Regions from separate parts of the Anas platyrhynchos genome. Here region 1 is linked to region 2. A link is a contact called in public Hi-C data. All regions are on one chromosome and are shown on one strand. The core of a region is the stretch at or near the end of the contact, and the rest is flanking DNA. Distances in the headings are between cores, read along the strand shown. Region 1 holds the start of DTNBP1 (dystrobrevin binding protein 1). Region 2 holds the start of MYLIP (myosin regulatory light chain interacting protein).

Evidence for each region. Hi-C and Micro-C count contacts between places; a contact is called where the count stands out from the background.
Region 1: a contact with region 2 is called in a Hi-C map of subcutaneous adipose tissue, with 4 times the contacts expected there. The contact joins the promoter of DTNBP1 here to the promoter of MYLIP in region 2. A contact is called at or near these places in 2 of 8 Hi-C or Micro-C datasets (skeletal muscle and subcutaneous adipose tissue).

What each region holds. Positions count from the first base shown.
Region 1 is chr2:107,398,521-107,402,501 of IASCAAS_PekinDuck_T2T, forward strand. It overlaps DTNBP1 (dystrobrevin binding protein 1), which reads left to right and starts at 2,718. Exons shown (of 10, transcript XM_027451261.3): 1 at 2,718-2,890. The coding sequence starts at 2,835.
Region 2 is chr2:107,253,321-107,256,879 of IASCAAS_PekinDuck_T2T, forward strand. It overlaps MYLIP (myosin regulatory light chain interacting protein), which reads right to left and starts at 2,133. Exons shown (of 7, transcript XM_027451262.3): 1 at 1,899-2,133; 2 at 929-1,119. The coding sequence starts at 1,985.

The sequences.
Region 1 (3,981 bases), core at 1,468-3,967, 150 kb after region 2:
AATACAAACAAAATTAATTTAAAAATTTCCACTTGCGGGACACAAAATTTTCTTCCAGTTCTCATTAGGACTGGCAATGATTATTGTTCACATCTTATTGCACCGGTGTCCAGACAAATATATACATATATTTATATATATATATATATAAAGGCTTTATTGAGATAAAAATAAAAGATATTCTGTATTCACATAACATAAAAATTTTGTGTCAGCTGGAGAGACTTTATTACATAGCTAAGGCCCAACAGTTAGAATAGGTAAGAGAAGAAATAAACTCTGATCAGGAAGCAGACTCCATGAGGTTCCAAGCTGAAAACAGCACTCTGAAACACGTAAGTCTTCTGCCTTTTTAAGAGCATCACCCGACAAACCTCAACACAATGTACTTGGTCCCATCTACACATTTATAATCCACCTATACTTTTTGGATATTTTTTAACAGAGTTTAGAGTTTATTAGTCTAATAAACCTTCTTCCTCAAGAGTCAGAGTATCAAATAACTGGCTGTGACCTACTTAATCACTAAATGAATACAACAGGTCATTGATATTAAAAAGCTATTTATCATGAATTTTATATGTAGAGAACTTGATCCAAAGCTCCTGACAGAATTTTAGGCATCACTGTTTAGAATTAATACCTGAAGGATTGTTCTCGTCTCAGATTTCCTTACTGTCCAAAAAAGTAACAATCTGTGTTGGGTCAAGCAGATGAAGAGTTTTCATGCCACAAAAACACAGTTTGTGAAAGTCAATGTTATTGTACATTAATATTGAATAATTAGTATTAATAAATAAGCTCGTGTATGGCTCAGAAAGGGCCATGTAATTCTGCTTTGGTGATGGAAATGCTAGAGCTCCGCTTTCTGGATTAGCTTGAGAATATCCGGAACAGACCAGTGAAAGTAACAAGAAATTTGGAATGCGACTGCAGGGAAAAATAAAGGAACTGGGTTTACTCATTTTTAAATATATATATATATATATATATAATAAAAATCAAGTTAACTTAAGCTGCTAATTTAAGGAGCTCACAGAATCTCCTTTACCTTAAGTTCCTAAGAAATGGTTAAACAAAACTCTACATGGAATATATTATTCACCACTGCCCTTTAGCATAGGGTCTGCTTTTAGAAGTCTCTTTTGTTCTTGTATGTCTAGGATTACTGTGACTCTTAGCACTATCTCAATGCATTTCTTTTCCCAAATTCTACACGGTGATGGCAATGAAATTGTGCAAGGACAGCAGTCTTCACATAGTTTCTTTTTAACTGAAAAAGAAGCATAGGAGTCTAGAGATGTTTACTCACTGTGAATTATTAGAGCTACTGCTGACAAAAAAAAAAAATTTTGAAAATATACAAAAATATACAAGACAGAAGAAATGAATGTCTTCTCAAAGAAAAGGTGAACAATGAAAGGTTTAAACCCCTCTTTTCTGAAAACTTAAATTCCCATAAATTTTATATTACCTAAGGCCAGATTGCAGAGCTTTTGTCAGCATTTGTAATTTATGTCTGTGAATACATCAAACTTGCTGATTCAAGCCCTTCTCCTCTTCGTCTGGAGAACTAACTATCCATGAAATGGAAAGTCTATACTTTCAAACATTGTCAGCCTAAGCAAGAGAAAAATAGTGTATACATGTCATATGCTTTTTTACAGATCTTTATATGCAGCCTGCCATGAAAGCAGTCTTTCTGATCTCAAGATGAGCTACAAAATTTCAACGCTTGTAATGACCACCCCAGTCATTCTTCGCTTAGCAAGCATTTACCTCTTGTATTAAGGCCACAGAGCAACATTGCTTTTCGACGGGCCCCTTCAGAAACAATCTACAGATCTCATTCTTCTAACAGTACACAGGTAGGGGGTGAATGCAATTATAGTGTTAATTTTCCAGTTGAGTGGGTGTACCTAAAACCATTATAATTTTTACAGTATGTAATGACTCGCACAACAGTCTCCCTCCGCGTACATTCTCCTTGTAAGCAATGATTTCAGTGCTCTCCACTTTCCTTAACATTTTTGGATTTTTAGCTAAAATTGAACAGGTTAAGTATGTATTTTTTTTTCTACTTTCAGCCCCCAGTTGTTTTTATTCTTATTTAAATATTGGAGTCTCATTTAAATGGAAACTTCAGAATTCACAGATCCATCTAAACCCTGGGTCCACGTTCCTCAAATACTAACTGAAAACATCCAGTGGGGGGGACAATCTTTATGTTATAGTGACTGTAGATGAGGTGTTGTCCTCCAGCAAGAGGAAAGAGTAGCTGATTGTTATGAAAAGGTCTGGTTCCACCTACGTTGACCCCAGACTCCTAAATATCTGAAAACAGGTTGATTGCTTGATAAGATAGCATTGAGAAGCTTAATGAAAACACTTTTAAGGCTTTATTAGGAAGGACGATTCCCTTGAGCTCGCTCATACACTGTGCCCACTGCGGCCAAATCCCTCGAGGTGGTGGCGAGCAGGAACCACCTCATTTTTTAGGACACCCCTCGCACAAACTTCAGGGATCCAAACTCCCCTCCCAGAGCGTGGGGGGCTCTAGATACAGCTGGGCCCGGCTTTTCAGCGTGCCAGGAGCACAAAGCAGGAGCCAGCCGCCACCATATGGGAGCGGACGGGACAGGGCTGAGGGTGTCCCAGCAGGTCACTGTGGCAGGGCTGCGCCGCCGCCATATTGGGGCGGAGGGGGCGGCCCTTCCCGGATGCCGCCTCACACCGCCCCCGACTCCGCCCCGGCCGCGGGCCGAGGGTGAGGGCGGAGGGGGGAGCTTCGCCCGCCGCCGCCACCGGAGGAGGAGGAGGAGGAGGCCGGGACGATGTTGGAGACGCTGCGGGAGCGGCTGCTGAGCGTCCAGCAGGACTTCACCTCGGGGTGGGTGGCACCAATTGTCCCTGGGGGGGTGGCGGGACCGCAGCCCGGCCGGGGTGAGGGGGAAGCAGGTGACCGGGAGGGAGGAAGAGGAGGGGACCGGCGGCTGTGGCGCTGGGTGTGGGGAGGGAGAGGCTGCGCTTTTGGGAGGGTGGGCAAGGCGTGAATGGGGCCGATGAAGGCGCTGGGCTCGTTGACGAAGGTTGCGTGGATCCGTGTGATATCGCCCTTTGCTGCCTGAAAAGCTTCTCTGTGCCCTGGAGGATGAGAGTTACCGTCACGTGAAGGAGAGGAGCGCAGGAGGAGCGGAAGGAGCAGCTCCTTGCTGACACTACAAAGATACTCTTCCTACACTGCCCCACTCCAAAAACACTCTTCCTACACTGCCCCACTCCACAGTACAAAGCTATTCTTCCTACGCCGCCCCACAAGCTCTATTTTTTTAATATACACACTGGATCAATGCTATATTTAGCACCAGCAGGTGGTCCCAGGGAGTGTTACTGGAAGTCAGAGGATGGCAGGGGAGCAAGGTCACGCCTGTGCTGCGAAGCTCCAGGCTCCTAACGAGCCCCAGGAGAGCATCGTGTTGTAATCGATTGCTTTTGAGAGCTGCCTGGCCTCTGGCTGTGTTGAGGCTGCCTGATAATATCTCCATGGTAAACATTTATCTATAGTCAGAGACATTTCTGAACTCCAGAAACCTACGTACTTTATAATGACTTATTTGCAGCAGTTTACAGTGGACCAAAGAAACTGCTACAGTAACTACCAATCAGCCACACAAGTTGCTGGTGTTATCTGTCTTACCATAACAAACATGAAATCCTAAGAGTATAGACCAAGGTATTGCTTTACTGCTATATTTCTGTTTTGCGGTTATTTTAAGAGCTCTTGTTGTGTTAGATGCCTCAGTACAGTGTAAGATTCTTTTGGAAATGGTGTCTTTAACATGATGAAACAGGGTAAACAGAAAGGCCTGTGTGTGATGGTCACTTCACTTCGTCTACATAACCGCTGTTGCTGCTGGGGAGTCAGTAGGTTTTCAGGTAGTCTCTAATTTCCCTTCTTCCTTGTGTTGCCATGTTTTATTC
Region 2 (3,559 bases), core at 883-3,382:
CAAGAAATATACAAATTGCCTTGTTTTAACTCAGTATTTTTCCTGAGATGTACACCAAATCAAACTGTCAGCCTCTGACCAAATTCACTGTAAAAATATCCTGTGCAGAACAAAAATGTCATAAGCATGGTCTTAATTCTGGAGTACCAAGTCGAGGTGAGCAGTGAAAGTATGCTTTGGCATCCCCTTCCAGACACAACATTTTTCTGTATTTATTTTTGATGTACCACCTAAAACTAACTGGAAAAAATGTGTTGAGACCAGTTTTAAACATACTTGTTCTGTTTTCTTTACAGAGAACCCAATTGCAGTTAATACAGTTAACGTGGCAATGCAGTAATCAAACTGGTGGAGTGAAAGCAAAACATTTGCTACTCATCTGAGAGGACAAATTTTAAGCCCTGGGAACAGTATAACAATTTAGCTAAAAGGACAGGCCACAGAAGCAGCAGAACAGCTGTTCTTCTGTAGCCTCAAAGGGCCTGTAGCCATCTGAAAGTTGCTGTAATATGATCCCAGACAAGAAGGAATTCAGCAAGTTTTTGCTCTGTGGGAGGAATTGTTTCCTGCCTTTCTGTACCAGTGGTTTTGAACGACCTACAGTAACACCACTGCACAGGGGTTACTATCGGACACGCAAACACCATGTAAGAAACTGGTTACTGGGAGCTTGGCTTTTTCCAGCGCTAGTTCCTCATGGAATTAACTAAACATTACTTACTCTTCCCCACACAATACTTACAATAATATCACTTTTTAAAGAAAAAAAGAGTAATACATGTAAACACCGGAATTTTAAAGCTGTGCTGAAAAGTTGAGCAAAGAATACCAGAAGATGGAAGAAATAGAACCTCTGGGTAATCGTTTTCATAGCTTACTGAAATTGAAAACAATAAGTTCGCTTTACTTACAACCATCTTAACCTTACCTCGTCTGCTCTTGTAAGATAAGATGGGGCTCTACAAAGAACTTGACTCTTAGTTTTAGTCGATAAGGAGCTAAACCATCCATCTGCTGGGAAATCCTGTTCCTCAAATTCAGCCACAGATTCTCCCCTTTGCTGCCAGTGAACTGCAGTCCAAAATAATCAACTTCTATAATTCCCAGCCTCCTGCAAACCTGAAAGAAAGAGGTCCTTCATAATGAACCAATGACACAACTGGGCAAGAAGTAGTATTCGACTAAAAGACTGAGTTGAGGGTGAGTGGTCTGAAACAAAAGATGTGGTGTTTGTAAACACCTTCGTACAGCTGATTTGTTGATTTTCTGACAAACACAAGAGTGTAAAATGGGAACTTCCCCACTAGTAAACACCAAGATGGACCTCCGCAGCCAAACCCCATCCCCTTCGCTCCTCAAGGCCAGGCACTTCAGACCAGCCGGCTGCCTGTTCCCAGCAGCACTTCTGAGGCAGGAGGGCGACGAGAAGCAGCGCATCCCACAAGTTTTATTTAGGTGCCACCGACGGGCTTGGCAGCCACGCTCGGCTCCCTCCTGCCCCCATCCTCACAGAAGATGGCAGGGAAGGGCGGCAGCACCTGGGGGCGACAGGCTGAACCCCCGGGGGGGCCGTGTCAGGATGGGGGCCCCCCGGCCCCTGTGGGGAGAATTTGGGGGGCAGCAAGGAGGCCGCGGCCTCCCTTCCCCAAAATGGACCGGGGGGGGGAGGGGGGCAGACGGGCCGCGACCGAGGGATGCTGCAACCCCTGCATCCAACATGGAGGAGGGGAAAAAAAAATAAAGGGAAGGAGAGAAGAAAATAAATAAATAAAGGGGAAGAAGGGGGGGGGCCCGCCCGCCATCAACGGGGGTGGAGGGGGTGGGGGGGAGGAGGGAGCGCCCCCCTCAGGCCCCCAACGGTCACCGGCGCCCAACGGCCGCCCCGCAGCGGGCCTCACCTGGTTGAGGCAGTCCTCGCCGTTGGCTTTGGCCTCCACCTCCACCTCCATCACCACGGCGTCTGGCCTGGTCACGTAGCACAGCATGGTCACGGCCGGGGCCGGCTCCGCCAACTAGAAGCGCACTGAGCAGTGTGTATGTGTGTATATATGAGGGGGGGGCTGCTGCTCCTGCCCGCGCGTACCCCCTCCTTCCCCGTCACCGCCCGCCCGCCGACTGCTCTCAGCAGCGGCGTCCCTCCCGCTATATAGGAGCCTGCGCCCCCCCACCGAAGCCCCGCCCCCTCGGGCAGGCGTCGCGCGCCGCCGCCGCCTGCCAATCAGCGCCGCCCGCCCCGGGAGCGCGCAGAACAGGGGAGGGAGGGGAGGGGGCGCGCCTGTGGTGGGGCGCCCCCTGCCGGCCGGCGGCGTGTTGGGCCGGGTGGGATGACAGGAAAATGAGGGGAAAAATGCTCCTTTTGGGGGCTCTGCTTGTTGATCCATGTCACCTGGAGACTGGGAGCTCGTTCAAGAGAGGGTTTCCCCTCAAATTCTCTCCTAGGAGAGGGTATAGGAAGAGACAGCCCTTCTCCCAGAGGTCTCACCCCTGTACGCAGCGATATTCCTTCTGTTTTCTCCTTACCTGACCTGAGGAAGGCGTTCTTATTCTGTCCATAAAAGTGCTACCCGGCTTTGAAATCTGCCAAACTCCGAGCCCTAAAAATATCCCTCAGTAGTAAATTGCACAGGCTGGTTAAAATCCCCTGTAAAACAAGCGTTGCTTTTCAAGGGTGTCATCTGGACACTGCTGTCACAGAAAGACTTTCCCTTCTGCAGTCTCCCTGTGATATTTTATTCATGCTGTACAGAAGACAGTAAGGGACCGAAGCCTGCATTAGCACACAGGAGACAACTCCGGCGACGAGCGCCCACTGCAACCCTTTGGGTTCTGCCTGAGAGAAAAAGCTGCATCCTCTCACAGCCTCCTGCCCGGTCTCTTTGATGAATCAACAACACCCAGTGAAGTACACTGCCAAATGCGTGTTCACCCTCTGAGTATGGCAAAAAATACTGCTTATTGACGTGCTGTCTCAGTGCTGTGTGTCACAAAACGCTACCTGCTGCGTTCCACAGCAGTACCTCCAGGATGGATCAGCCTTTTGCTACTCTATCAATTTGCGTGTCAGTAATTCATCTCATTTTCATGCATATACCTAAAGTTCCTTGTCTAACCCTACTATTTTTCCTTGAAATCCCCATACAAGGTTCATTTTTGGTCACCTCCTACTTCACACATTAGTCGTAGTGCATCCTTGCCTGACGTTTGAATGGAAAACCTGTGAAAAGCAAATTGTGTGTAAAGGAACAAAAGTAAGTTCCCGACCTTTGAACTTAGACCCTAATACAGCAATATTTACCCTTGTTTCCAATAAAGGCTGATGCCCTTCCTTGTACAGATTTTCATTCACAAGGTAGTTGCCCCCAAGCTATTGCCTTGATACTCCATCTCGCGAGGAATCCAGCAGTGCAGCTATGACCTTGCTGTCCAGATGCTTACACAGGATCTTCTCTAAGATCCTTTCTTGTGTTGCTTGTTGCCCACGGTATTGACTCCTGTCAAATTCACAGTACTTCACTGTACAGAATACTATGCCATGACAAGGTATTTTTAATTCACAGTT